2 separate regions of the Rattus norvegicus genome follow, and region 2 is linked to region 1. The links are chromatin contacts, called in public Hi-C maps. All regions are on one chromosome and are shown on one strand. Each heading gives the region's core, a stretch centred on a gene start, on an enhancer-like site or on the middle of the called end of the contact. The rest is flanking DNA. Distances are from core to core; before and after follow the strand shown.

Region 1 (3,842 bases), core at 1,056-3,555:
TGCCACCATTTATAATCTGCTGTGTCCTGTGGCGTTCACAATGTGGGTGTGTGCTCTGGTGAGTGCCAGTCTTGTTCGTGTACAAACCCTAGATGCCATCTTACAAAGCACGAGTGTATTAGTCGGCTCTATCCCTGCATGAAAGTAACAACAAGTATCACAGCCAGCGTCAGGACTCGCCTGTCCCATGTGGGGCTCGCCTGTCCCATGTGGGGCTTGCTTGTCCCATGCGGGGCTCGCCTGTCCCATATGGGGTTTGCCTGTCCCATGCGGGGCTCACCTGTCCCACGCACTTTAGTGAAGTCACTGCACACGGTCTCACAGACAGAAATCAATACGTCAGGATCGATATGCTCCTACCCCGTGTGGTATTCTACTTCCTCCGCCAACCTCAAGATTCAACCCCTGCTTCTCTCACACTGGGATTCTTGTTTCCTTCCTGAGGCCCAGCTGAGGGCCTCTCACAGCTTGTCTGTTTCAACCATATCCAGAGAAACTCCATGATTTCAGGGAAGCCCTGCTTCTATAGGGTCCACGTAATTTGAATAATTTCCCTTTTGATTAACTTGAAGTCAACTAATCAGAGAGGGGGGTTGATCCCATCTTCGGTAGAATTCATTCGCCTTTAAGAATACAGCATAACTGGGGCTGGGGATTTAGCTCAGTGGTAGAGCGCTTACCTAGGAAGCACAAGGCCCTGGGTTTGGTCCCCAGCTCCGAAAAAAAGAACCAAAAAAAAAAAAAAATACAGCATAACATTCCACCATAGTTATAGCTCGCACCCACCCACACTCAGTGTGAAAGAATGTAGTGTGTGTGTATTCTAGGGGTAAGAATCCATCTTGGAGACTACTGTAAAGACATTGGCAATTAATATCCAAAATTCCTATCAATGTGTGCTTACATATATGTGCACAGTACACACACACAATGTACATATATACTCATGTGTGTACAGGGAACAAGTCTAACAAGAGCACACATCCTTCAACAAGGTCACAAGTCCAAATCCTTCTCTGGGCAGTTTAACAAGAAGAGACCTTGGTCAATAATATGAGCCCATGAGGGCCATTCTCATCCAAGCTACCATATTACATAACTATTTATAAAGTTTAATTTATAAATTAGATACAGTTAGTAATACCAGTTAATGATAAATAGAATGCTCTAACAATGTGCTGGAGTAAACCCTATTAAAACGTTTAAATCGCTTCTTTCTGAAGTTTTCGCGTAGTATTTTCAGATTCTGGTTGATAGTGATTAACAGATAGTACTGGGACCAAGAGGCAACACGTATGTTATCCATGTTCTCCATCCTCGCACACATATATACAGACTCCCATTTTGGGTGGTGAGCTCCAACACTTTTAAAATCATGCGCACACACAGCGCTCTTCCTACTCATTTGTCAAGGCTCCTCCATCAATGGCAGATGAACAGTTAGGCTTTTCAGAGAAGGCATTTCTCGCTGGCCTGGAAAACTACAAAGTGAATTTGAAACTATGAGCAACACCAGGGTGGTCACATGGATAAGATAAAAAAAAAAAGACAAAGACAAAGCTCTGAAATATCGGGTGCCGTTAAACTGTTTTCCACATCCCAAATCAGCAGAATATTTCTGCTGTCCGTACCCACCCACTCTCAGCAGGAGAAAGGACAGAATACGCTCTGTACCATGTGAACCCCAGATCAAGAGGACAGTATTTGCATAAACAGAATCCTAGAGACCATGTCATCACCATCTCCCTCTTCCTCCTCCCCTCTCTGCCCTACCAGCCAGCCGGATCGAGTTTCCCGGGCTACCTTCCATGAACATCAAGGAATGCAGCAGAGATGAACGTTACATTGACACCCACGGTGCCACAGCAAGGGAAAACTGTTTGTACACTCTTTTCATTTCTCAGTATGAACAAGCATCTGAAGACTTTGCACCTGTTCTCGTTAGCCCTGGCAAATGCAGCGTGCATTTATATTAATAGAACGATGTTTTCATAACAGAATGGGTGCGCGGCAATCCTGGCGCACACTCTGGATGCTCTCATGAGTGCACAGATGCGGGCGGGGGTGGGGGGTGGGGGACGGGGGTGGCTCTTACATAAAGTCCCATGGCAAGAATACAAGGCCCAGGACTCCCAAGCCACATCCCCAGAACAGTTAGGAGAGGTTTTCCGGAATGACTAGGCTCCAGTCTTGGAAATCCAACGAGATACTCGATGAAGACGAAAATGTGCTGTATACAAACGGGCTTTTCATGGGGAACTCTGTGAGGCTCCGTCTCCCATTTCTCTAATTTGAGTCTTATCTCCCCAGAGTGGAGCTGAGAACCGGTGAGGTCATCTTTGGCTCAAGTCCTGAGAGCTTGTTTTGAGTCACCAGTGTAAATATGGCCCACCCAATCTGTACGTTTGCACAAATTAACTGAAACCAGCTACCCAATTCCTTGTTCATATTTGTATCTTTTGATTAAGCCTGACAGCTGTAACCTCATTAACCCTCCTCTGGTCATGGCAGAACAGCTGTCAGAATAGCAGGGGATGGATTCATTCAAGTTGCTCTCTAGACCAGGCACGTTAAAATCGATGGGTGCTCTAAATGCTGCCGTTATGCTTCTAGTTCTAATTTATGTTGTGCTATGTCCTTTCGCCTAGATACATAACGGGAGCCTAAAGTCAGCTTGTCATCTATAGGCAGGCTCTATGTCTTATAGGGGGAATATGTGTTTTACCTGAAGACTTCAGATCTGCATTCTTTGGAGTGGAACTTTAGCGTGTACTATACCACAGACAATTTTAATATATTTTAAAATATTAGCTTGAAATGTGTTTTTTGGCATGAGAGGTTTTGTTAATTTTGACAGAAGGCCAACAGAGTCATAACTGTGGAAGTAAGAAAGCCCCCGCAGCTGGTGCTCTTGGGAGATGAAGATTAAAATTGGGGAGAGTTAGAAACACTCCAATGGGAATGTGGTTTTCCTAAACAGGACACAAAGTCCTTGGAGTGCGTCCTGTTGGGTTCTGCAATAATTTGCATGAAGGAAGGAGGCAGAAAGACAAGTTCTCCATAGCTATTCTCTAAAACCCGGGGACCCACGGGAGACTGTTTTCTATCCAGCAAGGTGTTGAAAAGGACCTCGGCTTGAATGGATGCCAGGAGTGGCCTTCTCTCCTAGCTCGTTTACTGGGGTTTGGGGAGAGGGGACCATGGCAAAGGTGAAAATACTCTGGAGAACAAAAAAGATCTGTAGACCTCAGCTCTGGTACATATTCTACCACAGCTCACCCTGCGCAAGTTTTATCAAGTCCTCCCCGGTTTCTGTATCCGTAGACTCATTGGGAAAAGAGTGCTCCTATTTATCTGCAGTGATCGACGGCTCTTGTAGCATCCCAGTACTACACAAAGATATTCCACAGGGGGGCAATGGGTTTATGTAGTAATTGTCTAGCTTGGGGTGGGGGGCGGTAATTCTATTTCTACTTTCTCTGGGGCCATTAGACAAAACTGTAAACAGGTGCTGTCCTTTGGCACCCCCTGGTGGTGTCAATAGCTGTTACATCTATTGGAACCTTGTGACCCTTGAAGAATGGATGCTGTGGAGACCAGAATGTCTGGGGTGTTATTTACTTAATGGGAAAATTCCTGCAGGAGCTTCTTCATGTTGTCTTGTAGCTTCCAGTCCACTGCATCTTTTTTTTTTTTTTTTGCAGCTGAGGACCGAACCCAGGGCCTTGTGCTTGTTAGGCAAGCGCTCTACCACTGAGCTAAATCCCCAACCCTGGTCCACTGCATCTTAAAGGGTGAAGTGAATACGGTCATTTTACAAGGAAGTTGTATCATCAGGGCCA
Region 2 (3,916 bases), core at 1,228-3,727, 310 kb before region 1:
CCTGTTGGATCTCTTTAGGTATCAGATTTTGGAAGTGTCTGTAATGACAGCCAGGAAAGCAAATTAATGGCCAAGGGCCCACTGGGTTTGAACACGAGACTCCAGTTACCTCCTCACAGATCAAGTACACAACACACACGCACACGGAGGTGCCCCACGTGGAGCTGAGCAGAAACCAAAACACACACGCCACGCGCTTGGTGAGCCGCCACCTAGGTTGTCCCCGCGCCGGGATGCGCACTTTCCTCGGGGGGCCTCAGTTCAGGAGGCTCCCTGAATAATCCCTGCGCTATCGGGAGAAAAGAAGGCCACGCCAATCCCACCCAAACCGCAATCCCCGTTAGCCTCCCGGGAACTTGAATGATGGGTGGCTGTGAGCTAAGGAACTAACCTCCCAAACAGGGGAAGGGTGACGAAAATCAAATTGCACTCCCTTAGTTTTGCCACCGCTATGCTACCGGATTCGTTCAAAACTTCCCCAGTCTCTCTCAGAGAGATTGTGAAACTCGAATACAAAGAAAAGAGGGGGGAAAAAAATAAGTGCTTAATAGAAAGTATAAAGTGAAAAGTTTGGTTTACTGTGGCGTGCAAAATGAAAAGGGCTCATTCGGTCTGTCTCCGAGTCCCAGTTGACCAGGCTTTACAAGAGTTTAGAGAGCCATGGCCTCCCCAGACCCAGGGAGCTCTGAGAGAAACCTGCTCTCCCCAGCCTGGTCCTTGGCTTTGGCTTTGGAGAAGTTAGAATTGCTCCCCAGCATCCGCACCTGGAGCCAATGAACGCAACTCCTCTGACAAGGCGCCTCTAATTTCACAGACCCTGGCACACTGCAGGAGACATTCGTCCACGCCACATAGAAACCATTAAAGGAGGTCCCCACTGAGACCCATACCCAGAGATCAGGGCTCGGCCCCTGGGTACACGCACGCCCGGCTTCACACAAACCCAGGCGCCCACGGCTCTCCAGGGGACACTGAGGCAGCACCCTTACTCTCTGTAGCGAGTCATCTCAAAGTATTAAATGTCACCGGGTGGGAGTGGGAAGAGTGCAGGGCAAGCTCCCCGGACCACAGTGGGCAGGGTGCAGGCAGGTAGGATCCGCACTCGGGACGCGGGGAAACTCACTCAGATCCTGCGCCCTCTGCGCCCAGGGCCAGACAAGAGGGGTTCTTCGGGTCGTTGAGGGTCTTCCTGGGCAAAGTGCACCACTGAGATCCTAGCGACCCTGGTCGTGGGACTCCGCTGTTGGGGTCACCGGGGAGAACTCCAAGGCTCACACTCTCCTGCGCGCGTCTTTCATCCCCAGAGCCCCTCCACGCCCTACAAAGTGTCTAGGTAGCACTTTCTAGGGGACAGTTTGGGGGGAGGGGGAGATCATCCAAAGCTGGACACCGCCCCCGCCATTGGACTTCAGGAACCGGGTCGAAAGAACAGAAGACACTCACCTCTGGCGGCCCGGACCGCCTCGGGCTCCCGAAGTTCAATTGTCTGTCCCAGCCAGTGATCTGCGGGTCCGATCTGTGTATTTACTCGCTTTCCTTCCAGTGTCTAAGTTTTCCCTTCGCGCTGTGTCTCTGGTGAAAACAGGACATCCCTTTCGGCCACCCCCAACAAATGCTTACACAAGTGGGGGAGAAACAGGGCGGGGTGGGGGAGCCGGCTGCGAGGGGGAGGACGAAAGGAGCCGAGCCAGGGTCCCGGCAGCCGAGCGGCCGGGGGAAAGCAGAAGAAAAGAGAAAGCGCGCGCGCCGGGTAGCCGGGCGTCACTCCGCAGGTCCCCGCCACGCCGTCCCCTCTCTAGGGCGCCGACCCGGGTAAAGGTTTGCGCTCAAACCAGAAGCCGCCGGAGCGTGCGCCGCGCCGCGGGCAGCCTCTCCCTTGCGCTCGGAGCCGGAGCCTAGAGGCGGGAGAAGGGGGGGTATAGGAGGTGGGGGGACGTCGTCGCCTGCGCCCTGGGGCTAGGGTGGCCGCTGGGGGCCTCGCAGCGGGCCGCCGGAAGAGCGGGGGATCTTGGCAGGCGCAGAAACCCTCTCTTTTTATTCAATCTCGGGACACTGCCTGTTGTCATCGGCTTTTTTTTTTTTTTTGCCTTCTTTGCGGTCTCGCGTGGGGACCTCCGGGGCTCCGCGAGTCTCCGGTGGCGCCGCGGTAATCTCCGCGCCCTCTGCGCCGCCCCACCCCGCCCCCACCCCGCCTGGCGCTGGCCCCCGAGGCCTTTAGACTGAAGGGACCAGCCCGCCACCGCGCTACTCGGTTCCCCCACCTGCTTCTGGGCGGCAGTCCCCTGACTTAGCTATAGCTCTCCTGCTACCCAGTGTGAGCTACGGGCCCTCAGCCATACTCCTTGTCACTTACCCCAAGAGAGGAGGCAGAAGGGACTCTTGTCCACTTGTAACAAAGTTAAACACCAATGGACACCAGCCTGGAGCTTGCTCTGGGCTGAGGAAAGAGCTTTTTTCTGGGGAAGTAAGCAACGAAGGAGTTAGGAGTGTGTGGATAGGCAGCGCTTGGAAGTGCCTGGGCCCCTTCCTGGCCGGGTGCAGCTATAGGCACCCCTCCCAGGCGCCCAAAGTTCAGACAGCAGTGACTTGACATCCAAAGGCCAGTCAGAACTGCTCAGGGCACACTGCTGAAATGACATTTTGAGTCTATGCCTTCCATTCATGCCTTTTGTACCCACGGATTTCATTTTTCACAGACAAATATAAATATCACTTGGAACAAAGCAAGGATAATCCCCAAATTTTACTCCATATAACAACACCTTTTCCTAAAATCCCATTGTCTATTCCAGTGACATCTGTCCTGCGACTTTGATAATGTATATTAACTCGTTTTGAATTTATTGTCAGTTGCTGTACTGGTCCCTTGTATTTGTTTAATTTCCTAATAATTATTAAGTCTTCATAAAAGATAACCAAGGCCCAAAGAAGTAGGAATAATTTCCCCCAAAGAGAATCGAGTCATCTCTAGCCACAAAGCTGCTTTAGCCTTAGAGATGAAAAAAATCACTTCTCTTCGAAGAAAATTTCGTTTTAATATTTTTATTAACTAAATTACATTCTGAATTTCTTTCAAAAAGACATTTTATCCTTCACTTGAGCTTGGTTTTATGTTACGAACGGGAGCCCTGTTAGAGTTCAAAAGGAAAATCCATACTGAATACTTGTTTTTAATGAGCCGAGCATTGTCTACAATGATGAAGAGGAAATGGGAAAAAATGCTGGGGCTTTAAATTTAAACTGATAAAGGTAGTCTTCTCTCTCTGCTTGCTTATTGGCTGTTCCTCCCACAGATCTTTTTCAGGGAGCTTGAGCAGGGTCAGAACCCTTTTCTGGTTCTCTGAGTGGAAGATTTTATGGGGGTGGGTTGGAGGCCTTGAGAAATTTACCCAGAGTGCATTGGTGGGTTAAAGAGAAGCACAAGTTAGTATATACTCAAGGGACAACAGCAACAAGGAGACCTCATTCATTTTACTGTCTCCAATTCATAGCTCAAAGTGGTCTGTTGTTGTTTGTTTGATTTTGGTGTAACTTGGCTCCAAATGACAAAGCTGCTATTCAAATAAGTCACAATCTATACTTTTAGCCTCTACAATGCATTCAGTAGTTGTGCTTGTCACGAAAGCAGTCATTCTTTCTGATACACTATGCATGCTGGTGGTTCAAATAAGTGACAATAACAATGAGTCCCTTAGTTCTGAATCCTCCATGAATACAGCAAATGCTGTGTTGGAACTCAGAAGGGACTGACTACAGTAGCAGTCTCCTCAAAAGCTAGGGAGCACCCATTTCTTTTTGGTACAGGACTTCATATGTTGCTTTTATCTCTTAAAAGGGTGGAAAAGATTCATATTTAAATCCATTTGATAGTCTAACAAATTATTGGGGGAAAAGAGGCAGTCTGTTTCCTAGCTGT

Evidence for each region. Hi-C and Micro-C count contacts between places; a contact is called where the count stands out from the background.
Region 2: a contact with region 1 is called in a Hi-C map of Schwann cells, with 6 times the contacts expected there. The contact joins the promoter of Eya4 here to the enhancer-like site in region 1. A contact is called at or near these places in 3 of 12 Hi-C or Micro-C datasets (the Rat2 cell line, Schwann cells and psoas muscle).

What each region holds. Positions count from the first base shown.
Region 1 is chr1:23,680,889-23,684,730 of GRCr8, reverse strand. All of the region lies in intron 1 of LOC108349443 (a long non-coding RNA gene), which reads right to left. Among named protein-coding and RNA genes, the nearest start is that of Snord100, 180 kb to the right of the region's middle. Within about 2 kb of position 2,305, at least 23 of the 93 cell types and tissues checked have an H3K27ac peak or open chromatin away from gene starts, as enhancers often do. A contact at or near this core is called in Schwann cells, where this site is marked.
Region 2 is chr1:23,989,992-23,993,907 of GRCr8, reverse strand. Eya4 (EYA transcriptional coactivator and phosphatase 4) reads right to left here and starts at 2,477. Exons shown (of 20, transcript NM_001271317.1): 1 at 2,354-2,477; 2 at 1,444-1,572. LOC102554376 (a long non-coding RNA gene) reads left to right here and starts at 2,516. Exons shown (of 2, transcript XR_349895.5): 1 at 2,516-3,916.